Regions from separate parts of the Mus musculus genome. Here regions 2 and 3 are each linked to region 1. A link is a contact called in public promoter capture Hi-C data. All regions are on one chromosome and are shown on one strand. Each heading gives the region's core, a stretch centred on a gene start, on an enhancer-like site or on the middle of the called end of the contact. The rest is flanking DNA. Distances are from core to core; before and after follow the strand shown.

The links. Promoter capture Hi-C pulls out the DNA fragments that hold promoters and counts their contacts.
Region 2: a contact with region 1 is called in a promoter capture Hi-C map of liver, with 2.5 times the contacts expected there. The contact joins two enhancer-like sites. A contact is called at or near these places in 10 of 39 promoter capture datasets (the 3T3-L1 cell line, 3T3-L1-derived adipocytes, the C10 cell line and 5 more), 2 of 15 datasets of contacts at CTCF or cohesin (large pre-B cells and pro-B cells), 5 of 484 Hi-C or Micro-C datasets (adipose-derived mesenchymal stem cells, bone marrow-derived macrophages, myocytes and 2 more), 3 of 115 datasets of contacts at active chromatin or transcription factors (astrocytes, embryonic stem cells and microglia) and 2 of 9 other capture datasets (adipose tissue and liver).
Region 3: a contact with region 1 is called in a promoter capture Hi-C map of liver, with 1.9 times the contacts expected there. The contact joins two enhancer-like sites. A contact is called at or near these places in 1 of 39 promoter capture datasets (liver), 3 of 115 datasets of contacts at active chromatin or transcription factors (a beta-TC-6 cell line, bone marrow-derived macrophages and thymic regulatory T cells) and 3 of 9 other capture datasets (adipose tissue, embryonic stem cells and liver).

Annotation. Positions count from the first base shown.
Region 1 is chr12:3,910,810-3,913,402 of GRCm38.p6, forward strand. Dnmt3a (DNA methyltransferase 3A) reads left to right here. Exons shown (of 23, transcript NM_007872.4): 23 at 1-2,593. Among named protein-coding and RNA genes, the nearest start is that of Gm31623, 17 kb to the left of the region's middle. Within about 2 kb of position 1,317, at least 9 of the 459 cell types and tissues checked have an H3K27ac peak or open chromatin away from gene starts, as enhancers often do. A contact at or near this core is called in liver, where this site is marked.
Region 2 is chr12:3,702,394-3,704,986 of GRCm38.p6, forward strand. All of the region lies in intron 9 of Dtnb (dystrobrevin, beta), which reads left to right. Among named protein-coding and RNA genes, the nearest start is that of Dnmt3a, 100 kb to the right of the region's middle. Within about 2 kb of position 1,283, at least 7 of the 459 cell types and tissues checked have an H3K27ac peak or open chromatin away from gene starts, as enhancers often do. A contact at or near this core is called in liver, where this site is marked.
Region 3 is chr12:3,758,309-3,760,901 of GRCm38.p6, forward strand. The region is part of intron 15 of Dtnb (dystrobrevin, beta); the gene reads left to right. Among named protein-coding and RNA genes, the nearest start is that of Dnmt3a, 47 kb to the right of the region's middle. Within about 2 kb of position 1,298, at least 112 of the 459 cell types and tissues checked have an H3K27ac peak or open chromatin away from gene starts, as enhancers often do. A contact at or near this core is called in liver, where this site is marked.

The sequences.
Region 1 (2,593 bases), core at 67-2,566:
AGCCTAGTGCCGCCTCAGCTGGGCCTGGTGCTCCCGTGCCTGGGGTTAGTGTGAGGGCTCAGGAGGAGGAGTTCCCAAGGGACTGAGTAGAGGCTTCCAGGTGGCTGACCAGTACTGACCTGACACGGTCCCTGATGGACTCCTCATGGGGCGGGCATCGGGTGGCCTTCTCTAGCTTTCCTTCCAGCCCCATCTGTAGGCTTAGTCTTACCATAGTGTGAGGGCACCAGGCGAGTTAGCCCCCAATATCTTTTGGGGAGGGGTGTCTTTGGGACTGTGCCAATCTGGCTATTCATCCGTCTCTACCCCAAGTGCGGCTTCTAGGGTCACCTCTGAGGAGAGCTGCTGGGATGCTGGGGTAGCTGAGGGGAGGTTGTGGGGAGTTTGCAGTGCATCTAGGAACTAGCTCACTGCAGGTGGGGCTGAAGCTGGATTCAGTCATGGGAGGTTCCCTGTGGGCTTTCCTTTCCAAAGACTAGGCTTGTTTTCCCTAGAAACTAAGGTGCTGGGGACTGGGTGACAGCCACCTCTCAGCAGGTGCCGTGTAAGTGTGAAGATTTGTGAAGATCTGTGGCCCTTGCCCAGGGGAGGTAGCTGGTGCTAGCACCAGGGTCACAGAACTAAGGCCTCCTGAGGAGGCACACATACCAGCGGGGTCCCAAGCTGGTGCTAATTCCTCTCATAGGACCCAGTAAGCCCGGGAGCCTGCAGTCGGCTGTTTCTCTGCTGTGGAATACCCTGTTAGAAAGCTGAGGTCCCCTAAAGAGCCTCCTGGACCGAGTCACTTTTGTGGCCGGGCTGAGTATGGCAGCAGGTAGAAAGATCCGCAGGCATAAAGATCCCTGTGGCTTTTGGCAAATGACTGAAGTGTGGATGCAGGAGCAATGAGTGGAGGCCAACATCAACAGCATCTACCCTCCCCAATAGTGTCTCTGTTCTGGGGGTGCTGTGGTCCTCACTTGCTGGCTTAGGATTGGAGTTAGGCTGAGCCACTTTGAAGGAGTGTGTTTACAGGAAGATACAAATTGTTGGTTTCTCTATTCTTTACTGTACAGTGTGTCCAGAGAGTAGAAGAAAATTCCTGGGCCTGTCTGGTTGGTGCAGAGCTTTTATGGCACTACAAGGTCTTCAGGAACTGTCACTGTAAGAGCCCTGGCTGTGAGCTGGGGCTACGTGACCACTGCAGCTGAGTTTCCAAGCAGGCCTGTGTTTGGATCTGAGTTTGACGCTTGGCGGCTCCCAGGGCTTGGGATGAGTGGCAGTGCTGACTTGTTCACTTGGCAGAGCCACCCTGTGAGGAGGTGGACTTAGTGGCCCTTTCCAATTGATCCTGTCCCATCCAGGCAGTATCAGCACTAGGAGCAGTGCTGGGTCAGAAGTCCGAAGGAAAGGACTCGGTTGATCGGGGTCATTGTGAGCTTGTGTATGTTTGTGTAGAGAAAGCTGAACTTTGGGAGGAAAGGCCTTGTCCTTGCAGGCTTCCAAGACACCGCTAAGGTTAGCCTTTGGTTGGAGACAAGTCTCTAGCCCAGACACTGGAGTAGGCGCTGAGACCAAGAGGCAGGCCAAGATGGAGATCTATGGAAGGCCCTTTGCTGGTAGGGATTCAAAGCTTCTCCAGGGGACCCCAGAACTCTATTAACTGGCTCCCCTACCGGGACAAGCTTCGTTTGTGGGCTCATAGAGTGGCCATAGAGTGGGTTTAACCCAGCACCAAGCCTGAGGGCATGAGCAGTGGTCTAAAGTCTCACATAGTCCCATTTTACAGACTAATTTGATTGCCCGGCCGTAGAATTCTACAGAAACAACAATCACTGAAATTCCTTAGAATACGCAGAGGGAGGAGGTGACTCAACACGGTGCTAAACACATTTTATTAAAAATATATATTGTTAAATTAAGTCTGCTGTCTGGACAATGATGTTCTGTTTTGTTTTCTTGTAGTGGAGTTTAAAAGAGACTATTATTTTACTCTGATATATTATTATTAAAAAGGCATTTTAACTTTGTACTTGAAAACTAAGTGAGCGATTTCACGTGTTTTAGCTGAGACATCGAAGTAGCGGGTGCTTACTTGTGGGAAATCATGTATTCATACTACAACATAAACTCCGTAGCTGATTTGGTAATAACTTTTACTGTTACAGACGAATTCGCTTTGACCCCGGTGGCAGAGCGCTTTGACTCCACATTCCACGCAGCTAAGTGCAGGACCTTCCAGAACCTTCCCCGGTCCCCCCTGGTCCTCTTTCGGTTCCTCTTCCTAGCTCTCTCTTTTCCTAATTCTTTTTTTTAAGAATTGTCGTTTGTTTTTCCTGGTCCCGGCTTCCTTCTACCACTGTATTTTTTGTTAGGGTTGCTTCTCTATTTATTGACAGTAATAATGTACATTTCACAGTCTGGTTCTGGGACAGCCAGGAGGGGTGTGGGGGGCTGCATACAGCTTGCTGCACTCTCCGGTGTCCTGTTGTATCTCTGTGTACGTGATGCTTGTGACATAGCTGTTGAAGAAATATTAAAAGGTCAATGCGTACAGCAGGTGTAGAGAGTCCGTCAGTTCCGCTTCATCACTTTTTTTTTTTTTTTTTGTGCC
Region 2 (2,593 bases), core at 33-2,532, 210 kb before region 1:
TGGCCTCTGAAAAGTGAGACTTGAGGTCACCCTTTGGCCACCCTGAGTGCACACATATGCACCACAAATATAGGAACACACACAGTTTTCGGGCTAGGGATATGCCTCCATCAGTAAATCACTTGGTGTGCAATGAGTTCAAAGACTTGGGTTTGGTCCTGAGAACCCACATAAAAAAGCCAAACTTCGGGCTGGAGAGATGGCTCAGTGGTTAAGAGCTCTGATTGCTCTTCCAGAGGTCCTGAGTTTAAATCCCAGCAACCACATGGTGGCTCACAACCATCTGTAATTAAATCAGACGCCCTCTTCTGGAGCGTCTGAAGACAGCTACAGTGTACTTACATATAATAAATAAATAAATTAAAAAAAAAAAAAAGCCAGACTTGGTAGCATGTACTTGTAATCCTAGCACTAGGGAGGTGAAGCCAGTCACATCCCTGGGGGTCACTGGCTTCTTATGACTCCCAGGCCAGTGAGAAAAATAACTTGACTATAAGCCTCAAGTCAGACTTGTAGCTGAGGTAGGCAGTGAAGCAACTCCACGGGAAAAGGTACTGGCAGCACCGCTAATTTACCATCTTTAACAGGAAAACATGCCGTAAACGTTCTCTCTCTGCATGCTGCCCTTCAGCTTCCTGGAAGTGCGTCTACAGACGGCGACAGTAAGGACCTTGAGTGTAGCACTGCTGCAAGATGAACTTTACTCTGGGTTCTGTAGGCAACAATAACATGTATGTGTGTGTCTGAACTCTGACCTGAACACTTGGCAGGGTGGAGGAGCTCTTAGTATTTGTTGTGTTCTGTGGTGCTAAGAATCTACAGACCATTTGAACAGATATCAAACTGGCTTTCTTGAAATAAGTCTGAATTCATGCCTTACCTGTCATCCAGCTTTGACCCTTTGGATGTAAGGTTAGCTTTTCCATACTCCTTGTGTTTCTATTAAATCTGCTCAATGGGCTCTGCAGAAAAGGGCTGCTATGGCATTGATAATGGAAGCATTCCATCTACAGGTCATGTCAGGGAGGTTGTCACCTTCCAACTTTGGAGTTTTCTAACTCATGAATGCGAGGCATCCTTCCATTTATTTATGTTGTCTCCTACTGCATGTTTTATAGTTTTAAGAATGCAAGTCTTACACTTTGGTTATGTTTATCATGGCTATTTTATTATTTTGATGCTATTGTAAATGAATTTGTTTTTCTAGACTTTAGACTTGTTCACTGTTAATATTTGGAAATATAATTGATGTTTTGTTCATTGATCTTGCGTCCTGCAGCTGCGCTGAACTCTGCTCTAGTAGTCCTTTTGTGTGAGTTCTGGAGGGTTTTCTACATGTGAGATCATGCCATCTGACATGGTTTTACTCCTTCATACTCTTCGTGTCTTATCTAATTGTATGTGCAGCTGTGTGGGTTTGTCTGTCTTTGTTTTTAAGATAGGTTCCTACTGTGTATCCCAGGCTGACCTCAAACTCATGGTCCTCCTGCCGTGGCCTCCTGAGTTCTGGAATTATAGCTGTGGAGCTCTGTCTTCTGGGGGTGACATGCCTTTATCATCTTGAAATTAGAGCAGATGTGATTGCTTCCTGAGACATCCCACAAGATGAGGTCGTTACCTTCTAGGAGAAGACTGATGACTGCAGACCCACCCTTACCTGAGATTCCAGCCCCTTACCCCATCTCACTTCATATAATCAGGCCTCAGCTGCACAACAGTTTTGGGGTGCTGGAGTATGCTTGGGTCGGGCTTTTGGGGATGCAGTTTCCTAAGAGTTACCCATGCCTTTGCAAGTAATTCCCATAAATTCATGTTTATCTGGACACATGCAGAATTCTTTCTTTGGCCACCTGTAGTGTTTTCTGTGCATTTCTCATAGAAAAGTCACACAGCACTTCTGTGTAACACTGCACCCAGCCTCAAGAATGGTTTAGCTGGCATAGTTGGCCAGTTGTGCTCAGCATATGCACACAGTGCTGCTGGTTCCAGGGGTTCAGGTATTCTCGGAAAGTTTTATTTAATCATCATGTCTTCTCCCAGTCAAAGTGGCCTGCCTGATACCCTTCTAGCCCCCTGTTTAGATACTTACCTCATTACAATTCAGTTCAGGTGGGCCCTGCACTTCTTGGCATTTTAGAGTTTTAGCTGAGATGTTGTTTGAAGTCAGAATATTAAGTAGAATCATAAAAATATCAGGTATAAGAGAGACTTATTCATTATTTCATAGATTTGTTATGGTTACTGAAGTTTAAGGAGGGTCTCTTGTAACTTGAGCTGGCCTTTAAACCTGTGTAGGCAGAGATGGCTTTGAGCTTCTTGATTCTTCCTTCTGTTTCCCCTCCTGACTTTAGAGGATTGTAGGTGTGCTCCACTCTGCCTGGCTGAACAGATATTTCTTGAGCTTCTGCTGTGTTACAGTCGTGGTTTTAAGTATGCAATGTGAATAAGATAAATACAGAGGTGAAACAAGTCCTATGGGCCCTGCTCTCACTAGCCAGCATGGTGACTCAGTGGGTAAAGGTGCTAGCCTCCAAGGCTGGTGATCAATCCCTGGGCCTGGTAGGTGCAAACCGAATCCAGCAAGCTACACCTC
Region 3 (2,593 bases), core at 48-2,547, 150 kb before region 1:
GCCTGCTGCACTGCAGATACTCAATAAATATTTGCTGAGGGAAAACCACCATTAGCAAGAAGACTGCACAAGTTAATCATTGTATTAATTGTGAGGAACATAACCAGTTCACGTGCCTGTAGCAGCAATTCTGGTCCAGCTACTCTCAAGAAATAGGCAGATCCATTCAGGAGACTGAGTTGTGACGAAGAAATCCTCTTTACAAGGAGTCAGAAAAACAAATTTCAGCTCTGTGTGGTGGCACACACTTTTAATCCCTGCAATGAGGAGGCAGAGGTGGTGAATCTCTGTGATTTAGAGGCCAGCCTGGTCTACAGAGCAAGTTCCAGGACACCCAGGACAATATAGACTCTTTCTATAAATAGATAGGTGAATAGATAGATAGATGGATGGACGGACGGACGGGCGGGCGGGCGGACAGACAGACAGACAGACAGCAATGACTATGTTCATCTGGATACAGTCCAGATCACTCCAGATCTGGAAGGACTAAACATCCCAGCTCCCTTAGGAGACATCTCAGATGTGTATTTCCCCCCAGTATAACATATCATATCACTTCTGGATATATGGATCTATCTCTCTCTCTCTCTCTCTCTCTCTCTCTCTCTCTCTCTCTCTCTCTCTCTCTCTCTCTGGCCTTGAACTCAGAAATCTGCCTGCCTCTGCCTCTCTGCCTCTCTGCCTCTCTGCCTCTGCCTCTCTGCCTCTGCCTCTCTGCCTCTGCCTCCCAAGTGCTGGGATTAAAGGCATGCGCCACCACCACCCGGCACTTCTGGATCTCTTAAGGCTCAATTAAAATTAAGCTGTCCATGTATGTGTCCATGGCCTGGGGTCCAGCTTTCCATGAAGGATTTCTATGCTCCTCTCATACAGCTCCCATGTTTCTCACCCCATAACAGAAGCCTGGATCGACTTCCAACACAGCCAGGAGTTACATTGACTCTGACTCGCAATGCTCTGCCACATATATCAGAGTCTGTTTAATGCTCAGTCTGTTAGAGCATTCAAAAGAAACGAACACAAATTCCATTCTCAAATAGTAGGGACATAATTTTCTGGTTAGTAGGAATGTAACTTCTTGGTTGGCACAATGCCTTAAATATGGAAATAGAAGTCAGATCATTGTCATCCTGAGCCTCAGTTACACTCCTGCCTCCTAAGTCTGCAAAACCTTGGCTTTTGGTGAGTGGATGAATTGATGTACTTCAAGGTAACCCCACAGCCTTTGCCCTGGGCCTCAGTCTCTGCACGCACAGCTGTCGGCTGGATCCAGTGGCCTGCAGATGGCGTGTGGACGTCTACCCAGAGTGCATGTTTATCCCTCTTGCTCCTATGCTCCCTGCAGGGCCCCAGCAGTTCCTTGTTTTGGTTTTGGTTTCATTTTGTAAAAAGAGGAAATATAATTATGTTCTCATAGAGCTCTGTGAACACTGGCAGGAAGTTTTTAGTGAGAATGATTAGAAAGGAGAAATAATTCTTGGATCTGAGGGGTATGCCTCTGTTTTGATCATTCCATAAAAGACAAGCTAAGAGGCTTTCTTCTATCTTATTTCCATCATATACTGTATTTCTGTATTTTGCTTTCCTGACTGTAATGTGTATATGATATGAAAACTGTTCCCCATGTTCCCTAGGAAACTCACACACACTAGACTAGAGAAATCCTCCCGAACACACACTCTTTCCAGAATGCTACCTACTATCCAGATATCATTAAAAAACAAAAACAAAAAAACAGCCAAAGACAAGACAGAGTAAGCCATGGATTCTAGATTTAGAACCCCAGAATCTGGGAAAATAAATGTCCCTGCCAAGAAAACAGTGGAAAGAGATTATTCTGGGTTAGGTGTGGTCTTGGCTGTAATATTCTTGGCCATGTTACAGAGAAATACCTTCTAGATACCTAGAACTGTGCAGCTAAAACTCCAGCTGATCTAGCCAGGCAGATATGGGTTGGAATCACCACTGGCTCAGAGGTGCTGAGCACCATACTCTCTGCTCCTCTAGAAGAGGGGCCTGTGCTCTCAGACACAGAGCCATCTCTTCAGCTCCAGGAGGAGTGTTACTGAACAAGGTATTATCATAGAAGTGGAATTTCAGTTCGCCTTGTTGCATTCTAGACTATCACTGATTGGTAGGTTTGAGCTCTCACCCTCTTACTGACCTAGCCTTACCTTTTTAACCACGTCCTCCAGGTCCTATCTAGTCTTGTTTCTTATGTGCAACCTGAGTATTTGGTACTGTCCATGAGACACTTTTCTCTTAGTGAGGTTTCTGACCATTTATCTGAGAATTGGTTTTGGGGACCCAATGGAGAGACCATCTTACATAGGGGTAGCCAACCCAGGAAAAGACTGGAGAATTCTAGTCTTAGAATGTATGAACTTTCTTAACTAAGATTTTATATATCAACTTTCTTTTTGTTCTTTGAGTTTATTGTAAGTCATAGTACGTTGTGCTTCGTTCCAGAAATTCAATATGCTTTCTTCTTTGCACCAAGAAAAATAAACACCTTGCCTTCTACCCTTTTGAGTCCAGAAGTTCGTCTTAGCTTCTATATAACAGTGATTCAGGTAGAGACAAAATCATG